2 separate regions of the Mus musculus genome follow, and region 1 is linked to region 2. A link is a contact called in public promoter capture Hi-C data. All regions are on one chromosome and are shown on one strand. The core of a region is the stretch at or near the end of the contact, and the rest is flanking DNA. Distances in the headings are between cores, read along the strand shown.

The links. Promoter capture Hi-C pulls out the DNA fragments that hold promoters and counts their contacts.
Region 1: a promoter capture Hi-C map of embryonic stem cells shows a contact between it and region 2, with 3 times the contacts expected there. The contact joins the enhancer-like site here to the promoter of Igsf10 in region 2. A contact is called at or near these places in 6 of 39 promoter capture datasets (cranial neural crest, embryonic stem cells, hippocampal neurons and 2 more), 1 of 115 datasets of contacts at active chromatin or transcription factors (fibro-adipogenic progenitors) and 1 of 9 other capture datasets (adipose tissue).

What each region holds. Positions count from the first base shown.
Region 1 is chr3:59,561,766-59,565,641 of GRCm38.p6, reverse strand. No RefSeq gene overlaps it. Among named protein-coding and RNA genes, the nearest start is that of Gm5709, 72 kb to the left of the region's middle. Within about 2 kb of position 1,946, at least 3 of the 459 cell types and tissues checked have an H3K27ac peak or open chromatin away from gene starts, as enhancers often do. A contact at or near this core is called in embryonic stem cells, where this site is marked.
Region 2 is chr3:59,342,677-59,346,540 of GRCm38.p6, reverse strand. Igsf10 (immunoglobulin superfamily, member 10) reads left to right here and starts at 2,285. Exons shown (of 7, transcript NM_001162884.1): 1 at 2,285-2,851.

The DNA.
Region 1 (3,876 bases), core at 697-3,196, 220 kb before region 2:
AATCCAATTTGATGGAGATATGCCCCTGCTGCCCTGATTAGCTGAAGCTGCGTGCCTGGTGAAGTGGCGTGGCCTGCTGTGCGTGGATGGGAACTGAGAGTATAAAAGAGTGAGAGGCCCAGGGTTCGGGGGAGATATAAAAACAAGGGAGATATAAAAACAGGGGAGATATAAACAGGGGAGATATAAAAACAGGGGAGATATAAAAACAGGGGAGATATAAAAACAAGGGAGATATAAACAAGGGAGATATAAACAAGGGAGATATAAACAAGAAGAAATAGGACTGAATAAACGTGTGCAGAAGGATCCTGTTGCAGCGTCGTTCTTGCTGGCGAGTTGGGGGCGCGCGCAACAGTGGGACTCATGGCTATAGCTACATATATAGCAGACAGTTGCCAATCAGTCATCAATGGGAGGAGAGGCCCTTGGACCTGGGAAGGTTATATGTTCCAGTATAGGGGACTGTCAGGGCCAGGAAGCAGGAGTGAGTGGGTTGGTGAAAAGGGGGAGAGGGTAAGGAATAGGGGGTTTTTGGAGGGGAAACTAGGAAAGGGGATAACATTAGAAATGTAAATAAAGAAAATATCTAATAAAAAATCCACTCCCAAAATATTAAGAAATTTGGAGTTGAAATAGTACACAAAGTCTGAGACTAAAAGATCAAATAGGTCTAGAGTTAAAAGAATAATTTGGAGAGAAAAAACACAATAAGAAATATGGGGAATGAGAGCACCCATACCAAGAAGGCTCTTACAACAAGAAAGAAAGAAAGAAAGAAAGAAAGAAAGAAAGAAAGAAAGAAAGAAAGAAAGGAAGGAAGGAAGGAAGGAAGGAAGGAAGGAAGGAAGGAAGGAAGGAAGAAAGGAAGGAAGAAAGAAAGGCAAAAAAAAAAAAAAACAGCAAGGCAGCTAAGGAAATTAGGAAGCTTTCCAAAATGTGAAAGGAGGAAACAAGACTCTCATTATCATCTTCTAGTGGTGAACCTGGCTTCAACACAGCTTGTTCTGCCATAAGATGGAGTAAATCCAAATGACCAGCTTTTACTGAAGACCCAAAGCCCAGAGAGCTCCTGAGCTGCTACATCACTCTAAACCCTCATATCTTAGTTATCCTTTAAGAGCACTCAAAGCCTACAAAGAAAGTAATGCAGTCTCCCATTCTGATGGTTTCTATCTTCTTTGAACCCTTGTGGAGAAAATGAGAATTGAAAAATGCAGCTGAAATGTCCATGCATTAATTCCTGCTTTTCTACAAATAATAACCTTGGAACAAAATGATCTGCAACAACAACACCAAAAAAAAAAAAAATCTAAGGAAAGTTCAATAAATATTTGACATTAAAATCAAAAGTAATGTTAATAGTTTTCCGGAGCATAGAGCCCAGGAAGAGTTAAGAATTTTTTTTCCAAAATCACCAATTGCTAGGAGTAGAACATAGTGTTCCATAGTAGACAGACAATTCTTCCATAGCTCCTAATCAGCACACAGAGGGAAACCCTTTCTTCTAGTCTCTGAATTACTGGAGGCTTACTGGCTAAAGGCTAGATACAAAATGTTATTGCTCTTGTTTTGTGAGGACATAATTAAATGAAAATCTTCCATAGCTATGAAAAGCATTTCTTGATATTAATAGTGAGACATTTCAGAGAACTTGAGCAAAGCATTTTAAGGGGACTTTTTATGTCCTGATTCAAATCACTGTTCCTGCCATGGCCCTAGTTTAAAGGCCAGCTATCATACAGTGAAGAGGTTTCTATGGAAGTACAAGATCTATGGACTATAAGTAATGATTACCTGTAGCCTCCCTCACTCAGCCCTGAAGCAGGCTGATCCAGACTTTGACCTTGCTGCCACTAAGAAGGAGATTACCTAGGGTGGAGCCTCCAGACCTAGATGGCTCTTTTGTTCAGTCACCCACTACTGCTCTCGCCAAGACACTGCTACCTGCTGAGAAGCCCCTGAGATATCCTAGAGGAACATTCTATTCTGCAAGTCGCCTCCAGGCTGGCTCCAAACACCAAGAATGGACTGGTGGGGGATGGGCCTTCCCCTTTTATAAGCAGACTCTCTTAGTAAACTGGCGGGCCTTGAACAGAATCATGTCTTGGTCTCCATTAATCTCTTGCCATCTAAATTTCTTTCAGCCCCAGCCTGCCTCATAGGTTTACCCGGTTCAAGTACCTTATTAGCTTAATCTAGGAGACCAGTCAGATTGCAAGAGACAGAAAGAGTATGCTTGTTTGTATGTATCTGTTTATCCAGTCTCCCTCACTCTTAGAGAAAAAAAAAACAAAAAAACAGGATTAAGTACCATTAGAAACAGGATTCATCCTATCTTAAACCTTCTCAAAGGACCCATATAAGAACATCTAAGTTATATAGTTCCTAGTTTTAATGTTTCCGATGATTGATTGAACTTTAGCATAAATGTGAGGAAAACACCATACAAACAATAACCTTCCAAAATCTGTTCATAGAAATTATCCCTACTAGAAGATCAGTTTAAAAAATTTAAAGGCAGAAAAAAACAATTTGACTTGAGTGAAGTTGGTGTGCTCTAAAGACTGTGAATACCACCAAGAAGGAAAGGAGTGAGTGAGAATGTGAAGTTCATTTTTGAAACAATTTAATCCATCCCAAGTTACTTCCAAATATATCTCATCACCCCACTTTCTTCAAAATAGCCTTTTCCCCCAAGTCTACTCATATTTCTTTCTGGATGAAGACTTTATTACTCATATCTGGGTGCAGCCTTTAAATAGAGAAAGAAGAAAAATGAGACTTAGGAAACTGAAGGATTGAGATAGAAAGTATTTAGAATTTGTTCAGTTTGCACTAATCACTAACAAAATTTTTACCTCAGATTCTACAGAACCAATCTTATTTAATAAGAAGAAAGATTTATTAAAAGAGAAAAAGATATTTCTGTCTCCTCAAAATTTATATACTGAAGCCCAACTCTGCAATAAATCTGTACTTACAGATAGATAATTAAGGAGACAATTCTTGTTTCCTCAAAACATAGAGCGCATTTTGCAGGCATTTAGTATCAAAAATGAAAAGAATTAGAAACAGACAGAGGAAGAATCTTGAAAAGAATCCTATGGAATTGAACAGGAAAACAACAGTGTGTCAGGTAAGCTGGACCCTCTGACTACCAGTACAAAAGCAATTACTCGGAGGAACAAAGTCATGCTTCTATGTTAGAGGTCAAGCAAGAAGGCAGGTTTAGCAGCAGAAATCTGTGAACACAGGAAGAATGGGCTTCATAGAGAAAATTGGAAAGCCCAGTGTGCCAGGAAAAATAAGTTTAGAAATGTTTCCAGACTCCAAAATATGGGTGGGGAGAAAGACCATGGGCAGCCTTAGCAGTATGTCTGTTAGCAATTGCATGGTTTGGAAGCTGTGAAAAATAATTCCTAACACATTGTCATTTATCATTGTGTAATTTTGAATATATTAGTAATACCATCAGAGTAAGCAAAACTGTGTCACATTAAGAAAAAAATTAAAATATTTTCCTTTGGAATGATTTTAGTAAGAGAGAGACCAGAATTTATTTCTCTACTTGTGTCTCCTTGAGGTTCTGTTGTCCTCTGACTGTAAACTGACATTTGTATGAATCTAGACCTGTGCTTTCCTCAAGGCTGTCAAGTTTGTCTGTCTGTCCCTCTGTCCTTATGTGTATATATGTGCATATTTTCCTGAAAAAGTTTGTTCTACACTTATTGGATAGTGCACAAAGCACCACATGAATAAGGCATAGGGAATAATTTACAGAAATTATTTTTTTAAAAGAAGATTTTGCAAGGGATTAAACTTTGTTGAGTCCAACTGACAAAGTAGCAAACAGGATTCTAAACACCACAACAG
Region 2 (3,864 bases), core at 1,036-3,535:
CATTAATGACTAGAAATCACTTGGTGATTAGCAACTGGATATGGAATATTACTAATTTGTACCCAAGCCAGGCCACCTCAGCTTTGGCAGCTCCATTCATTCTGTGGAGCCCAGTCACGTGGGTTTGAATCAACTGTACTGTTTCTACTTACAAGACGCATTACCTGAGATGAGTCATTTTTCTTCACAAGTCTTTTTAGAAGAGTCAATTAGACATATTCTGATGAAGTAAGCATATAAAGTGAGAGCAGCATGAATGTGTTCCATGTATGCTCATGGATGCTATTATAATGTGGAAATAAACTGACTTTAAAAAAAAAAGCTTATGATACTTGTCACAGAGTAAATCTTCCATAAATATCATCTGCATTTATAAATTATTTTCATAATCCATCAATTAAAAACCTTTAGAAATTTTGTTAACACAAAGATCCCTAGGCCCCTGCCCTAGGATGGTCTGTATGGTGGGCCTGAGAGATGGAGCTTAAGAACTTACTTGCTCCAGGAGCACATCTTCAGAACATCTGCCTCAAAACATTTATCCCAAATGCTCATCAAAGGCTCACTCACATGTGCTTCAACCACAGGGATTAAACAGTCATTTTAGTCACATTTCTCAAACGGTGGAAGCCTGCTAGAGGAACAGGATGTATCAGGATAACATCCAACCTTACAAAAGGATGTCATAACCCTCACCACAACAAACAACAACGACAACAAACCCATAAAAATTATCACGGCAAATGAACTAAGCCATATGCAGAAAAAGTATTATATGTTCTCATTGTGGGGTGTTTTTCCTTAATAGTCAAATATGCAGAATATAGACAAAGATGGTTTATGCAAGTGGGGATGGCGAAGGATACTTGTAGATTAGAGGACACAAAGCAACAACTACAGAGTGAAGTAATCCAGAGACTTAATGTATAATATGAGGACTGTATTTAATAATTCTATTTAAGATACACAGCAAACGAGTGTATCTTACTAACACACACACTTACATAGAGAGAATAAAGTGATAGATACGTTTGTTTTATCTTCATGTAGCTGATAATTTCATATTGTACACCTCAAACATAGATAACCAACAAAGAGGAAGAGGATAGGTGCCTCTCCCAGGGCGGAAGAGTACATTCGAAAGTCAGACACCATTGTGTAGATGTACCACATGGAGGAGCTAGAGAAAGTAGCCAAGGAGCTAAAGGGATCTGCAACCCTATAGGTGGAACAACATTATGAGCTAACCAGTACCCCGGAGCTCTTGACTCTAGCTGCATATATATCAAAAGATGGCCTAATCGGCCATCACTGGAAAGAGAGGCCCATTGGACTTGCAAACTTTATATGCCCCAGTACAGGGGAATACCAGGGCCAAAAAGGGGGAGTGGGTGGGCAGGGGAGTGGGGGTGGGTGGATATGGGGGACTTTTGGTATAGCATTGGAAATGTAAATGAGTTAAATACCTAATAAAAAATGGAAAAAAAAAAAAAAAAAAAAAAAAAAAGAAAGTCAGACACCTCACTTCACTGCTATCTCAACTTGCAAACAGAAGGGGAGTCACAAACCCAGGACAAACCACAGTGATTGAAGCGTCTTTGAATGTTATTGCTGTTGTTGTTACCACCATCATTAGCATATATTCATTGTGAAGACTTACGGGGTCTATGACATGTTTTTTTATTCAAGTATATCACATGCTGTCAGCATATTTGGCACCACTACCAGCCCCAGCCCCCTCTGCCCCGCCCCCAACACACACACACACACACACACACACACACACACACACACACACACACACACACACACACACCTTTACCTTCTCCTGGGCATCATCTGCTCACTCACCCACCCAAGCTTAATCCTTTTCCTTCCCTGCAATAGTACCTCTCCTATTTTTATGTCTAGGTTCCCCCTCCCCCTGTTAGGAGATGGGAGAGGTCACGAAAGGAAAGAATTTGTAGCCCCTGAGCCAGCCCGGGCCACAGAGCCTGCCACCAGACAGGAAAAGCCCAGGGCTTACCAGCACAGGAGGAGCAAACTCGCAGGCGAGCCTGGGTTGGCGCTGGTGGTCCCGGGTCGATGGCCCGCCCATTCCCAGAAGCCGAGGCTATAGCTGCGTCACCTGCCCCGCCCTCCTCCCGAGTGAAGACCCCTAGAGGCTGAGCAGACCCCAAAGGCGGTGCAATTCCATTGGCCCAAGGCAGAGGTGAGCGGCTGCTAATCCCCTCGGGAAGTGAAGGGACCCAGAGAGTCTGGTAGATGTGGGAGCTGGGGTTCAGGGCGAGACAGAGGGTGGGATGGGCAGAAGGGTCCAGGAAAAGGAAAGTACTGGAGGGGAGTTGGGACAAAAGCAGCGACCAAGGGAACATCGCTTCAGTGACTGAAGCCAGGCAAAAGGAGCGGGAAGGATTATATGTAGCCTGGGACGCTTTCATAAACACTGATGACGTGTTTGTGCAAAGCAAGCAATTTGAGGAGAAACGCCTGGGACGTCGGAAAGAAGGAGTGATCGATTAGTACTTGTAAGTTTAGGTGAGTTTGAGAACTAACTAACCTATACTATTGAGGGAGAAGGAAGAGCATTCCAGCAGCAGCAGCAGCAGCAGCAATCAGATAAAGGAAAGCTTTGGTTAGTTTGGAAATGTATGATACCATTAAAATAACAGAAGCGCCTCCAGTTCTCTGAAGAGTCAGTCCCCCAGCTAGTGAAGACTAAGCCTACTAAGCCTTTTGCTCCCGTTGGAAGCAAAGAACGTTCCTTCAATCAGGTGAAGGCTCTCCTCAGAAGATTTCCTGTCTCTGCTTATGTTACAAGAGGATTCAAAAGCAAGACAGAAGAGCTCAGGTATTGCCAACTCTTTTGTTAAATACAGTTTGAGGCTTAAGTGTACGGGAACTCATGTGGTATTCATTTACGGCTCTCTTCTCTTATAACTAACTCTTAAGGTGCATATAGTCTCTTCTGTTTCCCAGCTACCTTGTACCATCTTTGTTTATCTAATAATAGCAAGCTCATCTGCTTTTTAATCATCACGCAGAGAGTATTCAAAAATATTCAGTGATGTAACAGTGACAGTGTAGGCATAGAAGTAATCATTAGTAAATCTTAATTTGGGTTAAACTCATTCATAACAGCTCCAGGTTGGGAGGGATCACTGAGCCTTCGCCACGTGCGGGTTAAAGATATTTTCTAACAAGAGAAGCAGAATTCTTCCTTGGCCATGCTCCCCATCACTGTGTCAGTAAGCAGAGGGGTGTTTCCAAGCAGAGAAAGAGCAGACAGTGTTATGCCTGCAAAGTCAGAGACTCAGCCCTCCCAGCTGGTCAGTTTACTGTCCTCCCGGTCATTAGTTGGCTCTGAAAAGGCCCATGTGTCCTTATTGGCAAGGACTTGCAGACATGCTAGAAAGAAATTTGACCTTTTTTTCTAGTGGGTTATTACAGCTGTAAAAGTATTTTGGAAGGTTAAGCCAAATAAATAAAACACATATTAAATAATACAATGTTACAAAAATTGATCATATAAAGAAGTACATTCATAAATGCAATGTGAAAAATATATATAATTTTTATCTATTTACTGGTGCAAAGTTTTCTAAATTGCACATGTACTATTTTTATATTTATAAAAATATTTTTAAAATGTATATAAAAGTGTAAAAGGCTCTTGGTCAAACAAGAGAGTTAAATTTACAAACTTTAATTGTCCCGATAACATTATTATGATCTCTAATGACAGGGATCCTGCTTTTCATTGGGAAATGAGAAGCTATGAAGATATGTTTACAATAATAAGCCCATTTAGTGATAAAGTCCAATGGGAAGCTAGCACACACTGGTTTATAAAGAGAACAGTTT